2 separate regions of the Mus musculus genome follow, and region 2 is linked to region 1. A link is a contact called in public promoter capture Hi-C data. All regions are on one chromosome and are shown on one strand. Each heading gives the region's core, a stretch centred on a gene start, on an enhancer-like site or on the middle of the called end of the contact. The rest is flanking DNA. Distances are from core to core; before and after follow the strand shown.

The links. Promoter capture Hi-C pulls out the DNA fragments that hold promoters and counts their contacts.
Region 2: a contact with region 1 is called in a promoter capture Hi-C map of stem cell-derived epiblast-like cells, with 2.6 times the contacts expected there. The contact joins the promoter of Apbb1 here to the promoter of Olfr676 in region 1. A contact is called at or near these places in 2 of 39 promoter capture datasets (frontonasal cranial neural crest and stem cell-derived epiblast-like cells).

The regions. Positions count from the first base shown.
Region 1 is chr7:105,033,842-105,036,538 of GRCm38.p6, reverse strand. It overlaps Olfr676 (olfactory receptor 676), which reads right to left and starts at 1,339. Exons shown (of 1, transcript NM_147095.1): 1 at 386-1,339. The coding sequence starts at 1,339. The coding sequence ends at 386.
Region 2 is chr7:105,580,097-105,582,793 of GRCm38.p6, reverse strand. Apbb1 (amyloid beta (A4) precursor protein-binding, family B, member 1) reads left to right here and starts at 1,303. Exons shown (of 15, transcript NM_001253885.1): 1 at 1,303-1,659.

The DNA.
Region 1 (2,697 bases), core at 90-2,589:
CCCTTTTGTGTAGTGTTACTTCCTTGTGGACTGAGAGCCTGTCTCTTACATGAGTCTGAACTCTAAACCCATTTATATAATGGAAATAATCTGTCTAGGTTCTTTTTATGCTAACTTTACTTTTTCATCATTGATGACCACACAGGAAGTAGGGAAGAAGCCAGGAATTTGAAAGCAGAAGGCTCCTCTAGTAGTTCGCAAGAGTGAAGATTTGGACTTTGTCATTGTTTATTCCTCAGAATGTAGAGCTGCTTTCTGATCCACTGTTACATTGTTTTTATTTTGGATTGAATTTTTGGATTTCATGTCATTTATATCTGTGAAGCCTCCTGTATCATAAATATTGTAATCACTACAAGAAGGGCATCATCTGTGATCAATCTCCTTAAACAAAAAGATTCTTCACCCTCTGCTGGATCTGCTTGGTCCTGATTCCATAAATGACTGGGTTGAGGGCAGGAGGGATGACTACATAGAGATTAGCCAGGAGGATATGAATATACTGAGGGATGTTGTGACCAAAGCGGTGAGTAAGGAAGGAGAAAAGAGCTGGGCCAAAGAAGGCTAAGATGACACAGATATGGGAGCTACACGTATTAAGAGCCTTTAGGCGAGCATCTTGAGAAGGAAGATGAAAGACGGCATATAAGATCCTAGCATAGGAAACGATAATAAGAAACACATCCAGAAACAAAATTGAAATATTCCCAAGACCAAAGTAGATATTGGCTCTGATGCTGGCACAGGCTAGTCGCGCCACGCCCATGTGCTCACAGTAGGTATGTGGGATAATTCTATGTCCACAGTAAGGCAGCCTCAGGAGGAGAAAAATTATGGGGACAATCATACACAGGCTTCGTATAACCACGAGGACAGCAATCACAACGATGATTCTGTTGGTGAGGATTGTGGTGTACCTGAGAGGGTTGCAAATAGCCACATAGCGATCAAAGCCCATGGCGAGGAGTACGATGCTCTCCATGACTGTGAAAAAATGGATAAAAAAGACTTGAGCAACACAGCACGCAAAGCACAGCTCCTGGAGGCTGAACCAGAAGATGCCCAACATCTTGGGGATGGTAGCAGTAGAGAGACTTAAGTCAATCACAGACAGCATAGCCAGAAAGTAGAACATGGGTTGATGAAAGGTCCTGTCAGTCCATATAACAAACAGAATGATGAGGTTTCCAACAAGAGCGGTCAGATACACGACACAGAAGGGAAAACCAAGCCAGAACTGTGTAGCTTCCAGCCCCGGAATCCCCAGCAACAGGAAAGAAAGAGGGTGAGCCTCAGTGATATTACTGGGGGCATTCTGTAGTAGGTTGATGTTGGGCATGGTTTAAAGGCGATTGCTAGCTTCTATGGGGCAGTTCATCCAGGCTTTCTGAGATCTATAAAAATTTGAAGAGTCTTCAAACAAAGTGTTGATATTAAAAATATATCTTTCCCAATGCCTTTGATTCTTTCCCTTTTCTTTAACTCTGAGTGAATTATCCAAGTGATATTTTTCACCTACACTAAAAATGTGAGAAGCTGAGCTGCGCTGCCTTTAAAACTAGTGTTCACAGTAAGGAAGGAAGTGAACTCCCCTCTTTTCAGGGGCTATATATGAGAGGAGATAAAAACTGATAAGTATTATAATAATAATAGATGTCATTAGTTTGATATCTACTACTGAAAAACATTGCATCTCTCCTTATTACCTATGTTGTATCATAAAGTTACAATTTGTTGACAAGCAGTCTCCTGCATCTGGTTTCATGGAGAAGTGTTTTAGTAAGTTCCTGCTATTTCTCATGCCAATAAACATAAGGGCCAAGATTTCTGAAAATTTAAAATTAAAGATTTGGCATAGTTAAAATCTTTCTTTGTAAATTTGTTATTAGAAACAGTATAAAGAGAGAGGGGGATGAAATGGGTCTGAAGAAGAATAGATTACACACAATTTCCTCAAAGGAAAAGAAATGTGCATGATTTAGATTACTATATTTTTTAATAAAGCCATGAGAAGTATAACAGTGTGTTTAGTGCTCAAAAAGTGAATAAATTAAAGAGTAGAAAAAGACAGAGGTGCCAAATAGAGAGTTACAAGCAGACCCACATGTCTCATTGGATCTGGTTATTTAAAAACAAAGTAGTCTTGGATAAGAATTTAGGATGGGCAGCAAAAGTAAAGGGATGTCCTTAAAACATCTTCCCCCTGTGAAGCTTCTTTATAAGAAAGAACCTGCTGACTTTTAGTTTAAAATACATAGCATCAAATCATGGAGCTAAAGGGCAGAGTTTTAGGCCACAGAACTCATCTAACCTTACTTCTGACATCGTCAGTCTCAACTCTCCCAAACTATCTTTACCTCAAGAATGTACTAGGTGGACTCATAAAAATCACCCAAAGTTACTAGACTCGTGCATACAGTTTCTTACAGGGAAAAGCTGTGGATTGCACTTAGACGCAGGCTGAGGAAAGCCTGTGAGGTTTACAAATGTGAGACATCCACTGCCCTCTCGTGGAGCTGGGATGCACTATGCTGACATTGTGTGACAGTGAGCATGGAGGCACATTACCCTCTAAGGAAGCTTCCCCAGGCATTTTTATTGTGGCCTCATTCCATGAGCATGACTGCTTGCTTACTCCATGGCAACGTGGCATTTGCTACTCTCCATGTTGACTTGTGCCACTTTATCAAAGTATTC
Region 2 (2,697 bases), core at 54-2,553, 550 kb before region 1:
AATCTGTAAGCTGAATGAAAGCAGGAACTCTCTTTTGCTTTCTGGGTGTTAGCACCAAGGACAGTGTGTCATACCATACACCTATTTGCTGAGAGTGAGTGAGTGAATGAATGAATGTCCTTCTAGGTAACACGTGCTCATTTCTCAAGGATCCAGGTCAGGTGCGTGTCTTCCAGGTGGGATGCAGCTGAACCAGATTCTTTTGGGGATCTTTATGTCCGGCTTGGGATCCAACATGGTTTGTATTTCCTAGGTGCTTGTCAGATTACAATGGATTCTTAGCCACAAGTCAGTAACTGTACAAGATGAGTGATGGACATAGGGAGTTTTGTTACACTGCTCCACTTTTGCACATAAGTGCAAATGTCTATAACAAAAATTTAAAACATTCATATTTACCCAGGGATAAATGAAAGTATATTCAAAGTACTTTGGAGTACTTGCTTTGAACAAGCCAGAGATTGATAAAGTGACCCTGCATTAAGAGTATGTGTGTGTGTGTGTGTGTGTGTGTGTGTACTTTTCCACGTCAGGGAAATTCTTTAGAAGATGAACATAAGATGAAATAACAAATTTAGATTTGGGCACTGTTAGACTTAGATGCATCTCCAATCAGTTTTTCAGTATGTTCAGAGCCCACCGAGCCCACAGCTCAGGGGACAATGCTTTTGGGGTTTCTGCCCCTCTTTGCCCTTGATGTCAGGGATCTGACCATTAAGATTTGCCTCATTGTCTATCCAGGGCCTGCAGTGAACAGGAAAATAGCCAAGTACAGCATTTCTGTTTAATTTCCACTCAGTTCTCCATTTGGTCCTTTCCTAGAGTTAATTTCTACCCTGGAGTGCAGTGGGGGGGGGGGAGGCGGGGTGGGGGACGCTGTGTCATAGCTTTATATTCAGAGGCACGGGTAGAGTGTAAGAAATATCTCAGTTCTGGTTTAGTTTAACCACTTACTCTGTTACTGAGGGCAAGTCGTGTTACCCTTCAGAATGTCAGCACCTGCCTCTCAAATCCCGAGAACAACAATTGTGGGAATTGCACAGCGCTGGTTTGAGGATGAATGCAAGCAAATGGTTGAACATAGAGCCTGGTACAGAGTAAGCGGTCAATAAATACGCGCTATTATTATCCACAGGACGTCAGGGAGTGCTACCACAAGAGCCAGAGAGCAGCCGGCTGCCAGCCTCTTGAGGCGCAGCCACGGTCCCAGCACCCGTGTCTCTCTCCACCCTCCTCCTTCCCCCCTCCCTAGCGGATCAGACTCCGTGCTCTAGGCGCGTCTCCCGGCGTCGGTGCAGGACCGACGCGGAGGTGAGTCCACGGTGGCATGGAAGGGGAGAGCTGGGCAGGGTCCTGGGAGTTGGGTGCAGCCGTGCGGGGATAGACAGGAGGCCTGGGACGCAGGGCTTGCGAGGGTCAAGGGTCTGCAGGGTGCGGCTGGGGCAGCTGCAGCCAGTGCGGCTCGCACTCGCTCGCGCGCCCCGCCCCGGCCAAGATGGCGCCCCTCCCCCTCCCGTGCGCGGCTCCGCCGCTCGGGGCGCGGCCTCGCGGCCTGCGCGCTCCTGGGCGGGGGATGTTGTGATGGAGAAGCTGCGGTGTTGCGGGAGCCTTGCAGCTTGAGCTACCTTCGCCACCTGGGCCTGGGGCCTCGCCGCGCAGGTAGGTGCTGCTCCGTCTCCAGCCCAGCCCCGGGAGCAGGATCCCCAGCCTCAGCAGCCCTTAACCCTTGCAGCCTCTTCTTCTCAGAAGTCCAGGTCTCCAAGCCAGGCCTGATTACCCCCCACCCAACTCCCTTCGCCGCCTTCCTACCGCGGGCCTGCAAAATCACCCTCCGCAGGATCACTTTGGTCCTAACACCGACCGCTCCCCAAAGCTTTGCTTCTTGATCCTCTAGGATGCCCGGCGGGGGCGGGGAGGAGGGGGTGAGCGGGGGGGGGGGGGGGAGAGCGAGGGGCGATAGAAGAGTGGGGGAGGGGACGTCTAATGCTGGGAAGGGGACTTGGATCCGGGTAGGAGCCAGGCCGTGCGATTCCAGACTAGAGCCCCAGGCTTGGGATCTGTCAAGCTGCATTCTGTTGTCCTCAGCGACCGAGGGGTGTGCCCTGGGACCGGCGGGGTTCCCATCTCAGCCTGACAGAGAGGCCTAGCAGCGACTAGAGTGCTCCTTAGGAGCAGTTTTCCCTCTCCAATTCAGATGTTATTTCCAGCCTCTTCCGAGTCCTGTTTGTAGGTTGCATTCTGAGCCCCTAATTTCCCATTCATTTTAAAAATCCACTCCATTCTGTCTCTGACATCCACCGAAGCTTCTGAGCAAGGTCACTGGAGCCCTCCTTGTAACTCCAATGGACACTTGGCGGCTGTGAGCCCATTACCACTGAGTATGTGTCAGTCTCCTTGAAGCATTTTTTTTCCTGGTTTTCCTCCTAGGCACTGTCTATTGCTTTGAAGTGTTCTCTTGTCTCGTCTCTGCATATGTGATGCTATTCTGGCCTGAGCTGCGTTCTTTCACTCTGACCTTTTCCCTTGACCATTTCTTGCATGTCTAACTCTTTAAATTTCATATATAAGCTGCTGAGTCCCAAATTTATTTGTCTGGCCCAGACCACTGCTGAAATGCAAACTCATATATACTCAACTGTCCTCTGACATCCTTTTGAACAGTTCAACAGGAATTCCAAACCTACAGATTTCAAGGTG